Linked DNA regions of Mus musculus: region 1 is linked to region 2. The links are chromatin contacts, called in public HiChIP or PLAC-seq maps. All regions are on one chromosome and are shown on one strand. The core of a region is the stretch at or near the end of the contact, and the rest is flanking DNA. Distances in the headings are between cores, read along the strand shown.

Evidence for each region. HiChIP or PLAC-seq counts read pairs in DNA pulled down with a chosen protein or histone mark.
Region 1: an HNF4G HiChIP or PLAC-seq map of pancreatic cancer cells shows a contact between it and region 2. The contact joins the promoter of Gsdme here to the enhancer-like site in region 2. A contact is called at or near these places in 1 of 39 promoter capture datasets (neutrophils), 1 of 15 datasets of contacts at CTCF or cohesin (the NIH/3T3 cell line), 3 of 484 Hi-C or Micro-C datasets (the C2C12 cell line, bone marrow-derived macrophages and morula), 6 of 115 datasets of contacts at active chromatin or transcription factors (the HPC-7 cell line, bone marrow-derived macrophages, double positive thymocytes and 2 more) and 3 of 9 other capture datasets (adipose tissue, liver and pancreatic islet).

The regions. Positions count from the first base shown.
Region 1 is chr6:50,256,286-50,263,612 of GRCm38.p6, reverse strand. It overlaps Gsdme (gasdermin E), which reads left to right and starts at 1,844. Exons shown (of 10, transcript NM_018769.4): 1 at 1,844-1,879.
Region 2 is chr6:50,221,051-50,228,411 of GRCm38.p6, reverse strand. Gsdme (gasdermin E) reads left to right here. Exons shown (of 10, transcript NM_018769.4): 5 at 1,013-1,133; 6 at 5,512-5,676; 7 at 7,296-7,361. Among named protein-coding and RNA genes, the nearest start is that of Gsdme, 37 kb to the left of the region's middle. Within about 2 kb of position 2,946, at least 22 of the 459 cell types and tissues checked have an H3K27ac peak or open chromatin away from gene starts, as enhancers often do. A contact at or near this core is called in the C2C12 cell line, the NIH/3T3 cell line and pancreatic cancer cells, where this site is marked.

The sequences.
Region 1 (7,327 bases), core at 595-3,094, 36 kb before region 2:
ACAGTGCTCCTTTATTGGGGGTAACAAGGGCTGTAGGAACGTTGGGGAGTGGGTAGGGGCTTTCGAGATGGGTGCATATCATTGGCTGGGACTGAGGTACTAGGAATGCCTCATTTGCATGAAGAGGAATTCCAGGAGCTTGCTGGTCATGTCTTTATAGGGAGAGAGGAAGTTAAACCTGTAATTTGACCACCAGGCTACCTCAAGGGTAGTGGAGGTGGGGGTTGTAAGCCCGACGTGTAGCACTGGAACATACAGGCCCTGGGCAAGGAGAAAACAGGAAACTCCTGCTGATCTCAGGATGAGATTCTACAGATTTGGATGCATCTTGACCTCACTCACTCACACGGGCAAAGCAGGGGACCAGACGAACAGCTCTAGCAATTTCTATTTACTCCCTCATCCAATACCCACCTCCTATGCCTTCCTTGTGCACATCAGTTACAAGTGAGGAGCTAGCTGAACAGAACTGGGGCCTTCAGTATAAGCATTGCCTGGACCAGCTTTGAGGATGACCTTAAGCTAACCGGCCAGGTCAAAAGGCGATGGACACCAAAAATCTTCATCCCCTTACATGGCTTAAGTTGCTAGAAAAGAAAGCTTGAACCGGGATAACTTATGAAGTCCACCCCACAATCTCCATCTGCCCCGTCTGAGGAACAAACGCGACAGTTCATTTCTCTAAAAGATTTTTTTTTTATTATATACATGTGTGTGTCAGGGGATAACTGAAGGGTACCCTGTATGAATCAGTTCTTCCACTGTGTGGGCTCTGGGACCCAATCAGATGGTCAGACTTGGCGCCAGGCACCTTTGCATGCTATGCTGGCCATCTCATTTAATCCAAGCATAATTTACTGAGTATCTACTATGCAGTAAGTTTCAAGTTTGGAGCCGGACACTGTCAATAAAGCAGACAAAAGTTACTGTCCTCTGAGACATGAAGATTTAGGGAAGACGTTTGTATTCTACATATAGTAGAGTGGTGGCTGTTGGAGCACAGGAGAATCATAGAGTATGGAAGGAGCTACAGAGGGTAGTAGTGTGGATAGTTAGGAGAGGTTTGACGTGAGGGGACCAAAAGAGACTCCACCCTTTTAGCAGCCTCCCAGGCTCCTCCCCACTGGGGCAGCCACAAAGTGCGGCTACTCTCTGAGTGTGTAAATCCGGGGCTTGGAGGTGGGGGTGCAGAAGGAGAATTCTCTTTTTCTATTTATTGCACGGGAAAGAACATCCTATAAAAATTGACTCAGAGGGTGCAACGTTCTGCTTCAATCCTCTCCCTCAGTTTACCAAGCGCCTGTAGGCTTGATTCTGCCTTCAGAGAGCTTACCTCTCTGATTAAGCTACTCAACACCAAGCTCCAAGCCCCAAACAAGTGCAAGGGTTGCCAAGGCCAAGGTGGGAGTTTCCTGGACACTGCAAAGCCACGCTGACAGCTCACACCCTCTTAGTGCCTGGACAGGCTCTGGAGAACCAGGGGCATAGAGAAGGGGAGGTGGGTGGGATGAGGGAACTGTAGCCAGTAGGCCACAGTCTCGTCCCCATCTTCCTCCTGTGGAGCAGATGGAGAGCCAGAGACTGACCCGGACGGTTGGCAGTTCCGGAAGGAAGACAGGCAGTGTCTGGTTAGAAGTAGTCTCTGGTGCTGCCTGGATCTCCTAGACCAGCTAGCGCCTTTAACTCTGCTGCCAGGTCCCCCAGCTCCCGGGTTCAGCCCCGCCCCCGGCGCCATCCCTTAGCTTGTGGACCGGCTGAGGCATCCAGGGGCAGGACGGAGCAAAGGTCCAGGCCCTCCCTCCTCTTCTCTGTGGGTGTCCGGGAACGCGCGCGTGCGCGTGAAAGAACGGAGCGTGCAGGACGGAGAGGCGGCGCGCGGGTAAGTGGCGGCGGGCGCGAGCTGCGGGTTCCGCTTGGGCTCCTCTTCCCTCCGCCCGCATTGTGTCCTGGCCTGGGGCAAATTGTCGGCTCCCCTTTGCCCCGGAAGATCCCCTTACATCTCCCAGAGGCGGGCGATTGGGGTAGTGATCTCCTTTTTTCTCCCCACCTTCCAGTAGGAGCAGCTGCTCCTTCTTACCCATAGTCTCATTCTCGCCCTGTCTCCATTCCATCCTTGCCCCTTCCACCATGATCACCACCACTCCTGTGGTCCTGGGATGTGGCAAGTGCAGCTGGTGTTCTCTGGCACCCCATCTCACCATGCCTTCACCATATCCCATGCATCCATCCTTTGTCTTCTAATCTCTCTCCTGTGTCGGTGTCAGAAGGATCCAGTGTGTGCATGAGTGCATGTGCAGGAAGATCACAGGCTGGCATGGGTCCTGCCTGACCTGGGGTAACTGACTGAACCTCTTCACTGTGAGGCCTTTTGCCTGGAGTGGCCGTTTGGGGAGGGGTTCTTCCCACTTGCACCCCTCAGGGAAAGACACCAGGCAGCTTCCAGGCTTTGCTGAAGCCTGAACAAAACAGCCAGCCACTCACTGGGAGTCTGAATGGGACTTGGAGAGAGGAGTCAGGGAGGATGCTCCAGGACAGCTGGGCCCAGGTGACAGTCAACCCGTAGGCAGAGTTGGGAGTGGAAGGAAAAGATCTGAGCTGTTGGAGGAACAGAATCTAGATATGCAATAACAATGAATTCTCTTCAACATGCATCACCTAGGAGTGCTTCTTGTAAGAAAGGCTGGACCCCTGATCAGAGAGAGCAGCAACCTAGACTGCCTGCCCACATCCCTGGACTCCAGGATGGCCTGCCTCCTGAGGAAGCTGTATATTGGCCACAGGGTGTTCTTGTTCTTTTTGAACTCTGGAGTCCTTGGAGAGGTCTCCTCTTTATACATAGGAATCTTCTCGTTTCTTTTTGAGATCCAGTCCTGGGAGCCTGGTCTGCCCTTGAACACTCTGATCCTGGGGCTTCTCCCATGGCCAAGTGGTAGGATTACAGGAAAGCTCTGCCAATCCCCATAACTGTGTTTACCTTTGAAAATTAATTAAAACATTTTTTTAAAGATATTATCTGTCTGTGAGGGCCAGCCTGGTCTTGGATTTGTAATTCTCCTGCCTCAACCTCTCTAGCCCTGAGTACCCAGATTACAAGCTGTGCCACCATATCTGTCTCCCTCTGATCGTAACCTCTGTCCCACTCTCCTCTGCTCCTCCTCAAAGCCTTGGCTGCCTGCTTCGGTCTGCCCTGCCAGGCTCAGGCCTATCCTCTGACCACCCTTTGTTCCTTTCACACACTATTGGTGGAAAGATACATTTTCCAAGGCAATGGCTTTGTCTCTACCATAACTGAAATTGGCCTGTCCTGACACACTGTCATTACCAAATGAATCAAATGCATCTAAATTAAAAAAGAAAACATTAACTAGGGGTCAGCAGAGCAGGGTGGTCCGAAGCACCTGCTCTGGAGTCAAGGTGGTCTTTTTGGCTCAGTATGAATTCTGTTGGTGGACATTCAAGGTCCCCAAGTCAAAGCTACTGGGATCTGGACCTGCTGGGTTTTCTTGCTCCTTGCAGCAAGAGGGATGTAGTTTGTCTGTGATTTCAGAGGGAGTTCTTTGCTCTAGACTAGAGGCTGACTTTAAGTGGGGAAAAATTCTGATTGCAACTCTTCACAATTCATTGCTACTCGGAAAGCCTGGCAGAGTTAGGCTGTGGCTGGGGTTGGCCAAGCAGCAGTCAGTCACTAGATAAACTGGGAGGATGGTGGTATTGGCCCCTTCATGGCTTGGAGAGCATTAGTGCTTGATTTCTGGTTGATCACGGTGACAGAGTGGTCTTGTTTTTTGCCGTGGTTTGTGACCACAGGGCCCTTACTTCATGTGGATGTCCTGTGTCCCTGTTCATGTTCAGTAGGGGAATTCGAGTTCAGCTCGAAGCAACACCAGGCTGGCCTCTGATGTGTCTGTTTCTCAAGGTCTTGGGAAAATTACTTAATGTGTTTCAACTTCAGTTTTCACATCTGCAGTATGATGAAAATGTTTGCTTCAGGGAGTTGTTCTGGAGAATAAATGAGGAAATACATAAAGCATCCTGCCCATCACCTGGCAGAGAGCAGGAACCCAGCATGTGTTGGCCCTGCTCTTTATGTGGTGTGTTTGGCGTTTGATGGGCGCTCCCCTAGAATCCGGGGCTGGCTGTGGCAAGGCCAGAGCTCTGAAGAAGAAGTCTATCCTACCTCTGGGAAGCAGAGACAGGAGGTTATGGAGTTCGGGGCAGGCCTCAAACTGTCAATAAAAAAAGAAAAATGAAGAGGAGGAGAAGGAGGAGGAATCTTAAGTAGGAAGGGAGAAAGAATAGGCTGCCTCAAAACTCAGAGTCCAACGTGTCAGTGAGCGGACCAGACCCACCCAAGTGCGAGTGATGGCGGTCTCTCATTCAGTCATCACCCTAGCCTTTCCCTTTAAGATTCCCTGTTCTCAGAAGCCAGCAGCCCCAGGCATTCTCTGCTAACTCTGGGTGCTGCCTTGCTTTCTTCCTTTTCAAGGAGTCTGCCCCTGTCTGTCCTTAACCACATCCACACAGTCTGCTTATGGTGGAGTCTGCTTTGTCTGGGAAGCCAGACAACCAGGCAGGTGAATAAAAGCTTGCTCTGGGCGAGCATGCGGGAGCTGCCCCGACCACGAAGCTCAGCGACTTTTTATATGCCTAGCCCTGAGTCTACTGTCATGTGCTTCCAAGATGGAGAGTTATGGAAGTCTGAGTTTAAAATCTGACTTCTGGCTGGTTGAGATCTATCTGTGTTTCTGTGCACTGGGCAATGTGGGTACTAGATCCTTGTATCTAGATCCTTCTAGAACAGTGGTTCTCCACCTTCCTAATACTGTGACCCGTTAATATAGTTCCTCATGTTGTGGTGAACTCCAACTATAAAATTATTTAATTGCTACCTCATAATTGTAATTTTGCTACCATTATGGATTATAATGTAAATATCTGATATGCAGGATATCTGATATACAGCCCTCAAAGGGGTCAGGACCCACAGGTTGCGAACTCCTGTTCTAGTGTCTTTGCTCGTGTTCTGGGCATGCTAGGTCGTTGTTGACTGGTCAGTAACCTGAGGTGATTGAGATGATGGTGGTAATGTGGTGCCTCCTAATGGCACAAGGTAAACTTGATTGTGTTAAATTTCTAGCCTGTATTTTGGCTGATCCCTCTGTTTATAGCAAAAGTTTCCAGGCTAGGTATGATGACACATATCTGTAATTTCAACATTTGTGAGGCCAAGACAGGAGGATGGTGAATTTGATGCCAGTCGGAACACATGGACCCCCCTGCCTCAAAACCATTAAGAATAAAAACAAAACTTCCTTGGCTAGGTGTGGTGGCTCATGCCGATAATGTCAGCCCTGGAGAAGCAGAGGTGAGCAAAGAGTATTGCTGTGAGTTTGAGGCATGCTCCAAGCTGCCTTGGTTTCAGTGTGAGACCCTGTTTCACAAAACAAGCAGGCTGAAGAGATGGCTCAGTGACTAAAAGTGCCCAGTGCTCTTCCAGAAGGGGTTTTCTTCCCAGGCCCACATCAGGTGACGCACAGCTGCCTGAGGCTCCGGCTCCAGGGGAGTTGAAGGCCTATGTAACCTCCAAGGACTCCTGTTCTCACATGGCACACACACACACACACACCACAAATACACATCATTAAAAAATAAAATAATATTAAAAAAACAAAAATTCATATACAAAACATCAGGGGATAGAAAGATAACTTACAGATAAAAGCATTGGCTGTTTTCTGAAGGCCTTGGGTTCAATTCCCAGTACCCACATAGCTGTTAACAGCCTTCTGTAACTACAGTTCTAGGGGACTCACTGCCCTCTCCTGACCTTCCTGGGTACACAAGGTACACAGTCAGACATGTAGGCAAGACACCCATATGGATAAACTAACAACAACGACAGCAACAAGAACAACAACAAAACAGCAGCAGCAGCAGCAGCAACAACAACAACAAAACAGTAGAAAAGCCAAGAACTTTTTTTAAGAGAGAGAAATGTCCCCTGAACTCCCGAAGGCTTGTAACAAAATAACAAATGTTTGCTTTTGTTTGTATAGAGATAATACAACCTAGTTCTTTACTGTGATTCAATTTCTCACCTATGAGACTGGCAAAGATTGTAAAATGTGAGGCCTATCATTGCTAATATAGATACTGTACATTTGAAGAGATACCTGTAAGAGCAGATACATTGTTACTTGGGCTGAGGAAGGCAAGATGCTTTAGAGTAACAAATGTACCTACTCCTTTCCCAGGAATCTCTTTGCTAGGGCTCTAGCCTCTAAATTCAGATGCCCATCTATGAAAGAATGTTTAGTGGTTTTTGTTTGTTTGTTTGTTCAAAGTAGTTTCTCTATAGTCTAGACTGGTCTGGAACTCACTGTTAGCCCAGGTTAGGCTCAAACTCATGACAATTCTCCAGTTTTAGCCTTCATAATTCTGGGATTACAGGATTTAGCCATCTGAAAGGTGGTATTTTTTAAATAGCAGGAATGGAAATAATAAATCAAATGATAAGCCATATACGACATGATCATTAGGCATAAATACATTCAGGGAAGGAATAGTATGCAGCTGTAAACAAGAAAGTTCTCGTGTATGGATTACATTACTATATAAGAAAAACAAGTGTGGAGGAGTGTACAGACTTTGTATTTATGTAAGAAAACACAAAGGTAATGATAGTAGAAGAGGCATTAAGGGCAAATAGAATGAGAACGTGGCCAGGGATGGGTTTCAGTGTTTTGGAGTATAGATTTTGGTGCCATGTGAACTATACCCACACATAACAGAAAAGAAAGTGATGGCCTTAATTTCTCCAGAACACCACCTTCTTAAAGTCTAAGCCTGGGTCTAACAGGATCCTCAGAGCAGTAGGTGCCCAGTAACTCCCTTAAGCAATGTACTCTGTCAAAAGGCAGTTGACTAGGTTTGATGTTAGATGAAATGAAAAAAAAAAAGTCCCATTAAAAGTTAATTTGAAGCACCCCTTCTTAAGCCGCTGATCTCCCTGGGAGAGTTGATGCTATTACCAGGGCTGCGCCTTTATAGCAGCTGGTTCCCTTTGGTTTCTAACAGCAAGCCTTACAGTCACCTCCGTAGAAACCCTTTGGATGTAAAGATGGGTTTGTGAACTCCCATTCAGCTTGTTTCAGGAAAGAATCTAGAAACTATAAAATAGTGGTCAAACACCAAGGGCAAACTGAAGCAGACCATTCTACTATCCACGTGACCTCACATGCTGAAGGGGAAACTCGGTTTTGTTCAAAGTTCTTTGGTTTTGACACAACAAATCCTGCACCTTGTCCCTCAGGTAGCTGTGGCAGTC
Region 2 (7,361 bases), core at 1,697-4,196:
GCAGGAAGGGCTCTTTCCTGCTTGACAGCCCAGCCCTGCCCATCCATCTTCGTCTTGTCTATTTCCCAGAGCCTTTCCTATGGCCTTGCCATGCTGGCTTTGTGCACAGAGCACCATCCATGAGTGTGCGAATGGCTCAGTGAGGGCTTCCCAGGCCGGCTTTAATCCTGTTGGGATTCACTGAGATTTCAAAGTTGTTACTTGAGCCCGGAGAAGGAACTGGAAATGGGTCTTATTTATCTTCTTTGCAGTTGTGCCTCACTTAGCTGTGCTCTGAGTTACACAGCACTTGGTGATGCTGGTGGCAGTCATGTCACACTGCAGAATAACTTACACAGTCCTGGATGTCTGCAGAGATTCGTGGTATACCCGAGGGATGCAGTGAACCCGAGATGCATGAAGCTACTGCCGGCCTAACTCAGCACACAGTTTCCTTCCTTCCTCCCTTCCTTCCTTCCTTCCTTCCTTCCTTCCTTCCTTCCTTCCTCCCTTCCTTCCTTCCTTCCTTCCTTCCTTCCTTCCTTCCTTCCTTCCTTCCTTCCTTCCTTCCTTCTTATAAAAACTATAATCTAAAATGCTCGAAAATGTAATGTTAAAGATCTAGTCTAGTGTATATGAGCCGATGGCATAGTCATTTATAATGATCTGGTATTCCGTGCTGACAGTGACTGTAGATGCACAGGGACCTGTTAGCAGCATCACCACAGACGTGAGCGATGCCTTCTGCCGTGATGGTAGACTGCACATGATGGCATTAGGAGATAGGAACATTTTGGTTCCATTAATCACAGCACTGTGGGACCACAGTGGTGTAATATGGTATGTTGTTGCCAAAGCATAGTTCTGCTATGTAGCTTCCTACCCTCTGCTCTGGCATCTTAGCCATGCCACCCAATACTAGTGCCAGCTGTCTCTCCCTCCTTCCTTAGCTTTGTGGATATTTCCCAGCATTCCTAGGAGGCTGGACATAGAGTGCCTGAGTATACAAGCGTCAACATGCTCTTGCCCATAGGTGTCAGCAACGGAGGATGGGACGGTCACCACGGACACCAATGTAGTGCTGGAGATCCCTGCTGCCACCACCATTGCCTATGGCATCATGGAGCTGTTTGTGAAACAAGATGGCCAGTTTGGTGAGTCCTCATGATGTATGCCCTGGTAGAAAGAGAGAGGACGGGGTAGCGGAGTGTCTAGGATCTGACTCTGGGCAGTAGGAGCCCCTGGGGAGTTGGGTGAGGGGAGCCAGGGGCTTCATTCACCTCCCGCTTCTCAGTGTCACTGAGCATGGGAAGAACATTGGCTCTGCAGCCACCCAGAGCTCCTGTAAAGCTGTTGAGTCCTGGGTAGTTCCTAGTCTCAGCTAGCTTAACCCCACACAGGACCCACCAGGGACTCTCATTCACCGTCCGAGCAGGTATCCTGTGGTGCTTTATATGAAAAATGTCCTCCACAGTCTTGAACATTTGTTCTTCAATTGGTGGTGAGGTTTAAAGGGTGTGGCCATGTTGGATGGATGTCTCTGGAAGTGGGCTGAGAGAGTTTAAAGACTTACTTCACTATCAGCTCCCCCTACTTTATGCTTCCAGTCAAGGATGTGAGCTCTCAGCATCCTGTTCTTGCCATCCTGTCTGCTGCTTCCCCAACATGTTGGCCTTCTAGCCCTCTAGCCCTGTAAGCTCCAACAAGTCCTTTCTTCTGTAAGTTGCCATGGTACTTTATCATGGCAAGAAAAAAGTAACTTTGTGGGGCCTTAACATGGGGAAAATTCAACAGCTTTACAGGAGGTCTGGATGGCTGCAGAGCCAATGCTCCTCCCATCACTCAGAACACAGGGGTGGTGGCTATATTCTCAGTGCAGCTAGTTTGGAGAGAGAGAGAGAGAGAGAGAGAGAGAGAGAGAGAGAGAGAGAGAACAGAGAAAGAGAGGGGGAGAGAGGACAGAGAAAAGACAGACAGAGAGAAGAGAGATAGAGAGAGACAGAGAAGGAGACAGATAGAGGGAGAGGGGACAGAAAGAAAGACAGACAGACAGACAGAGAGAGAGAGAGAGTTAGTTGATGAGGATGACCTCGAACTAACTCCTTATCCCCCTGCCTCTAGCTCTAAATACTGGAATCACAGGCTTACATTCCACACTCAGACACCCTCTATTACTTTCTTCTTTGCCTCCTTCTTTTCCTTCCTCCCTCCCTCCCTCTTCCTTCCCTCCTTTCTTCTCCTTCCTTTCTTCTTCTTCTGTTCTCCCCCTAACACACCTGAAGGTGATCGGATTGTGTCTGTTGTTGGTCAGTGCCACCTGTACAGCTCGGTCCGGGCAGATCCTTCGGGGCCTCTCAGGCAGAGCTGACAGAAGTGTCATTCCGTGACTTTCCCCTGCTTTCTTGAGGCTCAGTTGGTGAACACCAAGAGCACTATACTATGATAGAATAGTCACTGTAATTAACAACCACCAAACTAATTTACCCAGCCAGCACGTCACATAATTGGCATTTGGGGTGGGTGTGGGGGCTCCTACATTTAGGTTATATTAGTTTTAGTTGAGAGTTTTACTCTAAATCTATTTGTGTGTGTGTGTGTGTGTGTGTGTGTGTGTGTGTGTGTGTGTGTGCGCGCGCGCGCGCATGTTATGGCCTGCTTGTGGAGGTCAGAGGACAACCTATAGGAGTCAGGTTTCTTCTTCCACTGTGTGGGTCCTGGGTATCCAACTTACATTGTTAGGCTTGGTGGCAGTCACTTTATCCACTGGGCCACTTTACTGTCCCACACTTGTCGAGCATTCAGTAACTTCACAGACTAAAGTCTACAGGACCCTGGTAACCACAGCCAAGTCTGCTTCCTCCTACCCAGCTGAGACTGTGCGCCCTGTCTGCCCCGCCCCATCCCCACCCACAGAGAACAGAATGGCTGCTCTGCATTCCTTCTGGGAGAGCATCATCCTTTAGAGTTGGTGTGAGCAAGGGAGCATGGTGCTTGCCTTTCTGTGTCTGATTCATGTTCCCCACACACAACATCTCCTGTGTTCGTCCATGTTTCCTACATGATAGGATTTTATTTATTCAGTGGCTAAGTCATATTCCTTTATGGAAATGGGCCATGTTTTCTTGACCTGTTCAACTGTGGTTGAGCTTATTCTGAGTCAGATATCAACATAGCATTGCTGCCACGGCGGGGCTGTCTTGGTTTATTTTGTTGTTATTGGTTTTAGATGATTGTATTTTCTGTGTATGTTTGGCTCGTGTGCACCACCCATGTGCCTGGAATCTGAGGATTGCACAGGAGAGTGCATCGCATCTCCTGCAACTGGAGTTAGGGATAGTTGAGAGCAATCCATTGGGTACTGGGGAACCACACTCAGGTTCTATGGAAGAGCAGCCACTGTTCCTAACTGCTGAGCCAGCTCTCTAGTCCCATCAGCCTTGTCTTGAAGGAGTGAATTCAGACAAGAGATAGACCCATTTGTGCAGATGCTCACTTAACAAAGCAACAGAAAAGCAGAGCAAAGCAAACCCTGCAGGGGTAGGAGCAGGTGTCCCTGGGTGGGAGCCGGTCCAGGGGTGCTGTGGGTGGGCTTTGCACAAGGTTTTTGTTTTTGTTTTTGTTTTTGTTTTTTGTTTTTTGTTTTTTGTTTTTTGTTTTTTGTTTTTGTTTTTTTGAGACAGGGTTTCTCTGTGTAGGCCTGGCTGTCCTGGAATTCACTCTATAGACCAGGCTGGCCTCGAACTCAGAAATCCGCCTGCCTCTGCCTCCCAAGTGCCGGGATTAAAGGCGTGTGCCACCAACGCGCGGCTTGCACAAGGTTTTATGAATATTCTGTAAGTGGTGTATTTCTGAGGTCCCAAATCACAGTGGACCAGAGCTTCCTCTTGAGGTATTTCTTCCCATAATTCCTACAGAAGGGGGGCAGGCTGTCAAAACCATAATGCTAGTGATGTTGTGACCTTGAGGAAGCTGATATAGATGAATGTCCTCTTGCCTCCCTTCGGCTGACATAGGAAGGAAATACTGACCTACTTCAGCTTCAAGGATGTTTATGAACAAAGGACCTTCCAGCTGTGAGGATGGGGTGGGAGACATGGCTACTAAGATGTGGGCACATTCTCCTAGGTGACCTCACAGCTAAGTCCTTCTCTGAGGTGGTCTGGGGTGGTCGCCATCCTGGACTAGATGATGGCTCTTTAGAAGCAGTCTTTTTCTCACTTTATTCTGTTGCAGTTAGACCCAGGATATGCAAAAGGACCTCAGCACCTTGCATGCAGTCCAGGAGGGACAGACAGGGTTGCTTGGTAGGATCCAGCCAGAGCCCGCTAAGACTTGCTCTGTGGTTTCTCTCATAGCCCCCTCCTTTCTCTCCCTGGTCAGTTTGTATCTCATGCTCAGCTATGGTTCTTTTCCGTCTCATTCCCAGGACTCCCATCTCCACCGTTTAATCCTAGCATCCATGTTTAACCCATGGCTGCCTCATCCTAGGACAAGCTTTGCCTTGCAGAAGTGTCCCTAACTTGCTCTCTCATCACCTACCCCACTGTCACTGTCTCCCAAAGTTAATCCTCTGGGAAACACCCTGCCATCCCTGAGCCCTGGGCCCCACTGCCCCTCTTGTCTAGGGTGTCTCCTGGCCCAGAGAAATCCTGCTGTAAGGTGGCTGTTTGAGCTCTTGCTTCAGTCAGGAATCGGTCTCTGGGTCTTCTTTTTTACCATAATGACATTAGCACGTGAAACCCAAAATATTTTACAGGGATTTGAGGGAACGGAAGATAAAAATCTAGGATTTCCTGGTCCACCTCTGAAGGGGTAACACACCCCCAGGGAGAGGTGTCTTTCCTGTGCTCAACAAAAGGTGACTCCTCATCTCAGAAGACAAGGACACAGAGGGACCCCAAAGGCCCTCCTAAGCTTGCTGTAGTGCAGGACAAGTCTGTCAGCCACTCTATGCCTGATCAGACCTAGTGTAAGAGCCCTCAAGTGAGCAGACATGGTGGCATGTGTCTGTAATCCCAGCACGTGTGAGGCTGAGGCAGGAGGATCTGGGGTTAGAGATGAGCCTGGGCTACATAGTAAGACTCTATTAGTTATTTTTCTGTTGCTGTGACAAAGTACTGTGACCAAAGGCAACTCAAGGAAGAGTTCAATTTGGCTTATGGTTTCTGGGAGAGAAGAGTCGGCCATGGAGGGGCAGAGGCACGTCAGCAAGTGGCAGGCATGTGAGCGGGAGCAGGAAGCTGAGATCACACAGGGTGACAGTAGCTCAAAGGCTGTAACTCAGAGCCCTCCCGCAGTGACTTACTTCCTCTAGCAGGACTGTACCTTCCAAAAAATGCCACTAAACTGGCGACTAAACACTCAAAAGCTGAGTCTATGGGAGATATTTCTCATTCAAACCACTAGACTCAGTCTCAAAAACTGATGCAAAGAAGCAAAAGCCCTTTTGTGTGTCTCCTGACACAGTGTGAGGTAGGTAACGATGAGTCTGAGGTGATCAGTGCCTGGCTTGGGCTTTTCTCTCCACTACAGAATTCTGCCTCCTCCAAGGGAAACATGGTGGCTTCGAGCATGAGAGGAAACTAGACTCTGTCTACTTGGACCCCCTGGCCTACAGAGAGTTCGCCTTTCTGGACATGCTGGATGGGGGTCAAGGGATCTCTTCGCAGGACGGGCCCCTACGAGTTGTAAAACAAGGTATTGCCTGTGGTTACGGCCAGATGGAGAAGTGGACTCTCTCCCAAGGGGTGATCCCCTGGGGCCTTCAGGATCCCCTTGGATCTTTGGGTGGGCCCAGTCTTGGGTGTTGTGTTTTAGAGAATCGAGATCCTAGGACTCAAGGTGGGAGGCCAAGGAGTGCAGTGGTCAGGGGCCTGACAGTTTTCTTTCCCCGTTTGGGACCTGTGGTCTGAGAATGGTCAGCAATGAGCAGAGCTAGAGCCCCCAGGATCTGTTATCAGCCTTGATACATTCCAGGCTTCACGGCATGGCAGGCTGCTGTTTGTAACAGCCATTGAGGCTTCCCACCCACATGGCTGGCGGAGGGCTGTAGCTCTGAACTATTGAGCAAACTCAATAGCAGTTTGCTTTGCTCCTCATAGCTTGTTACTTTAGGGTTTTTGTTTTGTTTTGTTTTGTTTTGTTTTGTTTTGCTGGGTTCAGGAGAGTGTGTGTGTGGGGGGAGCTGGGCTAGAAAAGGGGAGGAGCTTAGGAGAAACCAGGGCTGGCTCAAATTATGCTCTACCATGTAAAGCAATTCCTCCCTGGAATTCAGCAACTCTCTAACCAGAGGATGCTGCTCCTGGCACAGTGTTAGAGGAAAGGGTGATGGAGACCCAGGGTTAGGGTAGCTTTTCCCTGGGATAAGAGTTAACTAAACTTGGGGCCTCTACTTGCAGTTGTGCTGCAGAAATGTGAGGCCACAGCTCCTTTTCTCACTGCACCAAGCTGAGTCAGCCACCCTCATTGGCCAGAGTTCCCTGGGCAGCTGAGGATGGTGGTCAGGTATAGCAGCAGGAGTGCGCTTGTGTTTGAGCCCTCAGATTCTAGGATAACCAGGATGGCTTCTCTCTTCAGGCAAGGACTGATAAAGATGGAATTGTATTCCACAGGAGATTTTGAAGATGTGGCTCAGAAGTTCTAGAAGTATCTAGCCTGTAGGGTGTTCAGCAATTATTTCCTAGACCTCCATCAGCAAGGCTGTGTAGCATCAGTGCGCAGCCCTCAGTAGGAAAGCACCATCCCAGTCCTTCTTTTCTGGCTTAATTTACTAGGAGCTTTTGACTGTCCTCAGGAAAGAGGATTGCAGGGGACAGGCTCCTGCAGAGGATGCGAGTGGCATAGCAAAGTGCACCCTGAGCTCATCTTGAATAGGAGTGAAAGGCACAGGGAGGGAAGTGGAAGCCATGCTTGCCATGAATGCAGAGTGCTGGCCCTTTGAACATGCATTGAAAACAAAAGCATGCCAGGTTGTAGTGCATGTCTGGACACGGCTGGGAAGGATGTGTTTGGAGACCAGTATGGCTTAGGCTTAGTGATTCTGCCTTGAGAATTCACTGTTATAGATAGAACCCAAGTGGCTTCCAGGTTAAGTCTAGCACTGCACAGGTAGAAAAGAAGGTGAGGTCTGGGATGTCAAAGTGGACTTCCCTGTCCCCCTTTCCTTTCCTGTAGTTTCCCTGGTTGTTGAATGTCACTCGGGGTGCCCTGAATGTCCAAGACTCATAGCCAGTTCTGAACATGGAGTCCTTTGGAAGGAACTGGTGACTGAGAGGCAGGGTGTGTGCATGGCCTGATTGCATCTGCTCTGCTTTCAGCAACCCTGCACCTAGAGAGGAGTTTCCATCCCTTTGCGGTGTTACCTGCCCAGCAGCAGAGGGCGC